Regions from separate parts of the Drosophila melanogaster genome. Here region 2 is linked to region 1. A link is a contact called in public Hi-C data. All regions are on one chromosome and are shown on one strand. The core of a region is the stretch at or near the end of the contact, and the rest is flanking DNA. Distances in the headings are between cores, read along the strand shown. Region 1 overlaps CG13003. Region 2 overlaps baz (bazooka).

Region 1 (4,115 bases), core at 1,053-3,552:
TGTGCTTAACATTGGGGCAACCTACCAACCGCGATTATCCCCTGGCTTTTTGTTTCAACTTCTTTTTTTTTTTTTTTTTTTTGATTGCCAAACAACAATTTGGCAGCCGTCGCTGGTTCTACGAATAAAATAAAAGCCAAATAAAAGCGGGCTAAAAGCAAAGGCTGAAATTGGAGCGCCGTGGACAGGCGCAAGGCACACGATACAACGCATTCCTAGTCCATTCCGAAGTCCAGTACCCAGTCCAGTTTTGGGCTTAGTCTTAGTCTTGGACTGGGTTTCGTTTACGGTTTCAGTTTCAGTTTCAGTTCGGCTTCGAATCACGTTCCATTTGATTGTTTCTATTTTTCCCCCATTTTTTGTGCTCACCCTGCATATATATATATACATATATATATATATTTCTTGTGACTGCACTTTGCTTTGTTTTTTTTTTTCGGGGTTTGGCAACTGCGCCCAACAACCAAAATGCCTCAAGCTTGGCGCCTGCACTTGTGGGCGCCAATAATAAAAAAGAAACAAAAATAGAAAAAATACCATATATACTCGTATATATTCATACATATCTGTACGAGTCGGTGGAAAAAAGTCTTCAACCTGTCGCGTTTTTGGTCAATTAGCCACGGCGCGTATGAGTAATGCCCAGCGACAAGAAGTTCGAGAAAATCAAAAAAAAAAAAGACAAGAGTACACAGAGACCAAAAGTAAAATGTTATTTATGATTCGATTTCTTCAAAGCTCTGTCCTTGATTTCGCTTTTGGCATTTCGGGGCGTCGAAAGTGACTGGCATCGAATTGGATTGGTTTGGCTTGGATTGGATTGGATTGTATTAAATTGATGGGCGGACAAGCCTAGGTTCTTTCGCCTTCAAGTGGCATAAGAAAATCGGACTTGGAGCTCAGTCTTAAAGGTCTAATTGGAGGTGCAATTAAATGGAGCTCCATAATTCGTAGAACTTTTTGTTAACAAATGTATCGAGTGAATGCAAATTTGAATGTGAGAAAACACAGACAGGCACTTTGATTGCATTTTTCTAAACTTCCTTTAGATTTGCTTTATAACTTGAAGAATTAGAACTTCTTTATTGCATAGTGTAGTTACACTTAAAGTTCCTTAAATTATTCGTATGAATTCTCATATCCAATTGTGCCATCTAAATACGTATTACATATTTCATAAATTTGTTAAATTTGTAATTATATTATACCACTCTGCGTTCATGAATTTCCCAGCTTTTCCTGCTTTTAATTGTGCAATCGAATTGCTGAAAATTCACGAATCGCACCCCTCTCTTTTTTTTCCAACGATGCGCTCAAGTGCATTTGGTAACAAAAACGTTTTTGACTTCAGGTTTTTTTTTCGCTTGTCTTCACCTTTTTTTTTTTTGGCTTTTGGTTTTTGGTTTTTTTGCAAGCGACGCGTGCTTCAAACTTTACGGCTGATTTTTGTTATTGTTATCTGCTCATTCATGTTAATTAACCGCTCGCAGCAACAACAACTACAAACACGATAGTGAACGGTTTTTTTGCCATACATTTGTTGCTATTTTCAATTGATTTACGGCCGAATGCGCCTGCTTTACGTCCATTGTCTACAGGGATTATTTGAGATCGAATCTCGGAATCGGAAGGGTTATGGTTTTTAGGAGATTTATAATTAAATCCACTTTGTGTGCCAAATCAATTCACATTGCTTTTCTTTCGGCCAGCAAAGTGATTGCTGTCTTATGAGGTTTATTAGATGCGTTATCTTTTTCTATAGATAAAGATATTTCACTTAATATAATACAACAATACTATCCTTTGTACTAATTAAATTTATACAATTATTATGATCACTGCACTTTTAAAAAGAAATTAATTATAAATGACTTAGAACACTTAAGAAATGCTTAAACATAAGAAAAAGGCAAGAAAATAAACTGCGAAATACAATATATAAATCTTTAGAAACTTAAGATACTTTGGAATGTAAAGCTTTAATGCGTAGGTTGACTATGTTTTATGCGTTACATTTTTACATAAAAAACTTATTTGACTTTCGTTTGATCCGTAGATATGGCATCGTTAACCTTGCACTTGATAGTGATAGCTCTGCTGGCGTCGACGGCGCTGTCAACGGCGACGACACCAACAACAACAGCATCAACTGCGACGCCGGCAGCGACGCGACAGCGCGGCCGAGGCTTGGTCGTTTTCCAGGGGGCGGGGGGCGTGCCGGTATCCACAACCAGCACAGAGGCGCCAACGCTGAGGGCGCCACGTCAGCGTCGTCCGCCCACGACGCAGTCGATCGATTTAACGGTGACGGTGACCCCGATTCGCAGTCGCGGCCGCAGTGGCAGCGCAGCGACGCCTCTGCCGCCGCTCACAGCAGCAGCAGCAACAGCAACAACAACAACAAGCGGTAGGCTCTTGCAGCGGCGACGCAGCACAGCAGCAGCAGCAACAGCAGCAACAACAACAACGGGAGCTCCTGCTTCAGCTGGAAGATCGTCGAGGGATCGGGGCAGTGTGCGTGGCCCCAGACAACCGCGTGATACCCCGGATTTAAGTGGCGAGTCGAGTATACGACGCAGCTGGCAGTCCGTGCCACCCACCGTCATTCCCTACCACGCCCACTCGCCCACTTCCAGCCCCAGTTCCAGTGACAGCGCCGGCACCACTTCCAGCACCACTTCCAGTCGCGGCGCACTAAAAACGTGAGTAATACCCTACAATAGGAAGACTAGGGATGGTTAGTTAGTTTATATATGAGTGTAAAAGATATAAAAAATATATTGATAATATTGAAAATTTCAACAATAAAATCAAAAAAATATTCGAATTAATAGTTAAATGTGAGTTGAGAGCTTCAAGTGCACGGTATTTAAACCTTCGGTTCACCTGAGTCCGCCACCTTCATTGTGGTCTTTGCCTTTTGAGATCTTGCCAGGCGCCTGCCCATTTTGGGTGCCGCCTTTTGATTTATGTGCCATGGCACAGATGTGTGATATTCCCGATCCCTGACTGCGATTCCCAATCCGATTTCGTTGACAGGCCCCGAATGATTCAGCGCCTGGTGGCCGGTCACATCCACAATGCCCAGGGGCACTCCACCTACGAGGTGTCGGCGGTGAGTGCCAACAGCTCCTTCTCCAGTTTCGGTCCTTCCACGACGGAAAGGACCAGCACCTCAACATCCACAACAACCACGACGACGAAGCAAACTCCTTTGCGTAGCAAAGCGAGCAGCAGCTACCGACTGGCCAAGCCATCGATTAGGCCGAGATTAACCAGCACGGTAGCCACGACGAGATTTAGTAATCCGCCGAGCATCTCGAGATCCACAACTCCGCTGCCTCCACCCAGATCCAATACTCCGAGTTCCAACAAGGAACGGGAATCCGACGATGATGAGGCTTTGCTCAATGAGCCCGACGACTTCGACAACTGGGACAATGGCATCCTGCGGCTGAGCGCAGGATCCGGAAAGGAAGCCGATGCTCCGGCCAAAAAGCCAGCGAAAGAGGACCAAAAGAAAACGCTGGCGGATCAGGTGAGGGATGGCAAGTATGGGCTGATCGAAAAGGAGCTCTTCCGCCGCATTCCCAAGCGACCAGGGGTGCTGAGCTATGCCCGCAACTCGGAGGTGCCGCTGGATAACGAGCGGAACTACGGTGGACTGAACGAGGAGGACATCTGGCTGGCCGAGGATCATCTGCTGGTGATTAAGGGTGGCTCTCTCAACGAGGAGGCTGATGATAATCAGCAGGGCCCGTGGCCGGCCATCGATGACTATGATGCTCCAGGGAGACAGATTAAGTTGCCAGCAAATCCGGCAGTGCCGCCTCCATTTCCCGTGCAGCTCGAACCGAACGGGCCGCTGCAGCTTATCCGAGATAATCAACTCGAGATCCTCCGTCCGGCGGCTGGCAATGCAACGCTATCCGCTAAGGGAGCCAACTACCAGGGCCACCAAGGCGCCGCCGCTGAAAATCTCGCATCGCATCCTGTTGCCCGGACGGGAGCGACTGCAGCATCTCCGGCAGCTAAGTCCGCGGATGCCGCCGGTCCGGCTACCGGTCCGGCCTACGTCTATCCGGCGCCCTATGCCCCCTGGCTGCTCTACCCCT
Region 2 (4,115 bases), core at 702-3,201, 330 kb before region 1:
GATTACACTAATCGAAATTGTTCGGAAAAACCTTTTTAGTTACCATAAAAAAAGCAAAAACAAAGAACGCAGCGAACGGCGAAAATATTTTATCAATTGGAAACCACAACCGTAACCCGAAAGTTATTTTATCTGTGCAGAACGATAAGATTAACTTCAAGAATCGAAAGCACACAGATTATGCATACTCTACTATATATGTATAGTGGGTCAGACCCACCCAATCGATGCCAAAGTCAGTGAAGGCCAACCACAAGCTTAACTCAAGCGGCAACTCCAACTGGTGGAACCACCCACCCCCTTCAGTTGGCCTCCTCCCCGGCCACGCCCCCGGTTTTCCCGGCTTCCAACCTGCTCCGGTATACCAAGTTGGAGCCGCAGTTTCAGTTCTCGTTCCCATTCGGATGCGGATTCTTGTTCTTTGCGGCATTCCTGCCAAGTGAAAGTCGCTGGAATCAAGGCTATATATTCAGATACTTAACCACATGCCACAGAACTTCCTGCAACCCATAAAAGCCTATTAACTAGTTGTTAAACTTAAAGATTCACGTTCTATATCTTCGAGTTCCATATTTTATGATCATCGCAACTAGCAAAGTTAGGATTATAGAATATTGCCAATATGAAACAAATGACAACTTCCAAAACTAATAACAAATCTATTTAAATGAAAGGACAAAACATTTTCAGGGCATTGAAGTGATTGTATCCCTTAAGATGTGATATAAACTAAAGTCAGGTATTCAATCAAAGATAAAACTACAAACCCTTTTGGGGCACAACCAAAAGAATATCAATTAGTGGTAGGTGTTGTGGTATCCCAGGTATTTCAATTTTCTAATTTACCTTTAGATAAGATTGGTAGAAGAATGGAACCTTCCCCATAAGCAAAGTAAAGTCATACAATAATCCCTTAGCAACCTAATCCGGTACGTAATATTTTCGTGAAACCCTATCGTAAAGTTAATTCCATTGGCATCATCATCACACCAGTACAAATGTGGGAATTCCTGCTTCTAATTACCTGCCGTAAAACCAACTGAAATTGGAGACCAAAATGGATTTATTAGCCGTCGTAACAAGGATGTGGATGTGGATGTGGAAATGCGAAGGTAGAAAGAAAGAAAAATGTGAAAGGTCAAAGGATCCGATCCGATCCGATACTTCAAAAGAAGCCACCTAAAAGTTACAAAAATAAAAATGCCAAGGAAGGGAACATTAGCCATATGGTGGGAAGATTCCCTACTCATGATCGTTTCCAAATACAGGTGCCATTAACGAAATGGCATTGGGGGAGGCTATACAATATGAAATTAATTCCATTTTATAATATATAAGATATATTTAAATATTTTTTCTTAATAGAGAACCTTTTGAACTATCAAACTTTCATTTTGTTCAGGTCATAATTTATGTAACTACTAAATCTTTTGAGCATAGGTTTTTTCGAGTGTATGTGTGTGCATGTCAAGACATTTCCTGCATTTCCTCGCTCGTCATGGGAATCTAAGCACAAGAAAACCTTTTTAAGAAGAATCACCCCTAACAACAAGTGTTTGCGCATTTTTAAATAAGACACTTTTGCATTATCTGGAATTTAATCTCGAATGTTCTTTGTCGTGGTAGATATATATCTATTTCTTTATCGGCTACCAGCCAACTTTAGATAAACCTCAAATTCTTGCAGTTTCAACTAAAGCACAATGGTCTGCAAACTCTGTATTTTCACTATTTTTTTTTTTGGCACTTGAACAAAACACAAAAAAAAACGAATTTTTTAGTTGTTTTTTATGTTTCCATTATACTTTTTGCACTTTTATGCGAACCGTTAAAATAATTGTGTTAAACAATTGCGGTACCGACGGCGGCGGCCAGCGACGGCGACGTCCGACGACGACGCATTTCTAAAGCGAAGTGAAGTGCGGCCGCAAAAACAAAACACTCACGGCACTCACACACCAATCGCAGCCGCTGAAGAGAAAGAGCGAGAGAGAGAGCGCAAGATCGCGTGCACTCGGAAGAATAACGCGTAAGTAAGTTGCATATATTAATAAAAGATCTCTAAGAATACAAGCCAATAAAATGTATATACAAAAACATAACTAAATTAACAATGTAGCAGAATACAATTAAAACTAGCATTATTTTGAAATAAAAATATAAGCATTTCAAATTCATTTTTTCAGTGTGTTGAGAGAGCATAACCATTCTCTCTCGCTATCTCTCTCTCTCCCTTTTCACCTGCGTTTGGCTTTGGCAAGTGCAGGCGGTTGCAGTGGCTCTCAAACTGCTTGCGACTGACCACCGGGCAAGGAGAACAACAACAAACACAAAGAACTTTGTCAAGCGGAACGCAAACTCAAATGCGCAGAACAAAAAAAAGCAGCAGGAAAAGGGGATGCAACAACCATCAACAACAACGAAATTAGAAGCAACAAGTGCCCAGAATGCGGATGGATATATCGTATTATAAAAACGGCCTATGCGCAGAAAAATCAAAAAAATTAATCAATAATACAAATACAAATTGTTAAATTAAAAATCAGATTAACATCAAACTCTCTCACTAATTTTTCCCAAGAACTGCTGGATTAAATACATAAATTCCAATATTATTTACGTTTTCATGCTAGGCCCTAATACATTATGGGACGATACCATATTTCTTGGAAAAATAGCAAATTTACGTATAGGACGTTCAGTGTGTTGCAAAAACGGATCTTCAAGCTAAAACCCCGAAATTACAGATATTTCAGTTATATCCAGCGAAGTAACCTGTGCGATGCCATAGTCCATATACCCGCCCTTCCTGGGCGGCGCTGAATGCAAATTTAAGTGGAATGGGCGGGAGGAGTGTGAGGAGGGGTTGACTTCAAACAAAAGGCAGGGAAACGCAGAGTTGACGCCAGGACGTCGTTGGCATTGTTAAGCGGTGTACTTGCTGTTGTTGTTGGTGGCAGGAAGGTGAGGCAAGGCGAACTAGACACAGAATGCCATGCCAACGATTGACGACGATGTCGGCGACGCCTGATAATGACGATGGTCGGATGGTAATCATCATCATTAGCTGTTTCCTTTTTCCACTTATTCTGGGACCAAAACATCACCACATCACCATCAGCAACAACAACAACTACCACAATGGCCTGGCCTTCAAGTGCATTTGCAATTGTTAGTTAGCTAGGCATTTATTCCGCTTTTCAGCTGAAATTCTCGCGCTATGAAACCAAACGAACTGGAAAGCTTCCTTTTCCACAAGCAAAACAACAACTGCAAATGAGAAGGAAAAACTGGACAACATTCGCATAATTAATGAGAGAAACGAAAGAGCGGAAAAAATAAATACATAAATTCAATTTGTTGCTGGACTTATTATAGTACAGTATTTTAAGTTATATGGTAGGTACATACTTATATGTATGTTTAAATTTTGTAATGCATTGGTTTGGCATTTCAATTTCAATGTGATAGATAATGTCTTATTTTCTATTCGATTTCTCTAGGTACTAGATCTTGTACTCGCTGTCTAGTGTTCACTGTACCCGATTTGTTGGCACCATTAGCGACATAATTATGCATCTGACCAAATGAAGAGAAAGAGTGAGTTGTCAGTTTTGTGTGATTTGAAGCTCATCAGGCTCTGGCTGCACTTAATTAATTCATTTCGCACAAGTTTATCTTAGTCCGCTCACCACTCAATCAGGTGAGTCATCAATCAAGTCGTAAGTTTCCGTTCTTGAGCAATTAGATCTTTGCCTTTCTTTGGCTCCATCATTCATTCATTTACAAATTCCCATTGTTCGGCCAGTGACTGTAAAACTTTAGGCAACCAAAACTTCCGTTTGGCTTTAAACAAAACAAACAAAAAAAAACGTTGTCATCAGCCAAAATGCGAGCACACAACAACTAATGAGCAATAAGTCGCCGGGAGTTGGGAAAATATATAACGAGGTGCACAGAGAAAAACTTAATGTTATAATAAAACACGAAATATAATCTGATACATTTGCAAGATATTAGGATTAGCTCGACGAAATTCATAGGAAGAGCACCATAATCCAATGTTTATCCAATGCTTAAAACTTTTTTCTCTGTAACTGAAAAGTGTGTGGTTT

The links. Hi-C and Micro-C count contacts between places; a contact is called where the count stands out from the background.
Region 2: a Hi-C map of the OSC cell line shows a contact between it and region 1, with 2.8 times the contacts expected there. The contact joins two enhancer-like sites.

What each region holds. Positions count from the first base shown.
Region 1 is chrX:16,847,883-16,851,997 of dm6, reverse strand. CG13003 reads left to right here. Exons shown (of 6, transcript NM_001169308.3): 4 at 2,057-2,702; 5 at 3,040-4,115. The coding sequence starts at 2,059. Among named protein-coding and RNA genes, the nearest start is that of RSG7, 5.5 kb to the right of the region's middle. Within about 2 kb of position 2,302, at least 11 of the 39 cell types and tissues checked have an H3K27ac peak or open chromatin away from gene starts, as enhancers often do. A contact at or near this core is called in the OSC cell line, where this site is marked.
Region 2 is chrX:17,176,682-17,180,796 of dm6, reverse strand. All of the region lies in intron 1 of baz (bazooka), which reads right to left. Among named protein-coding and RNA genes, the nearest start is that of lncRNA:CR44026, 4.5 kb to the left of the region's middle. Within about 2 kb of position 1,951, at least 34 of the 39 cell types and tissues checked have an H3K27ac peak or open chromatin away from gene starts, as enhancers often do. A contact at or near this core is called in the OSC cell line, where this site is marked.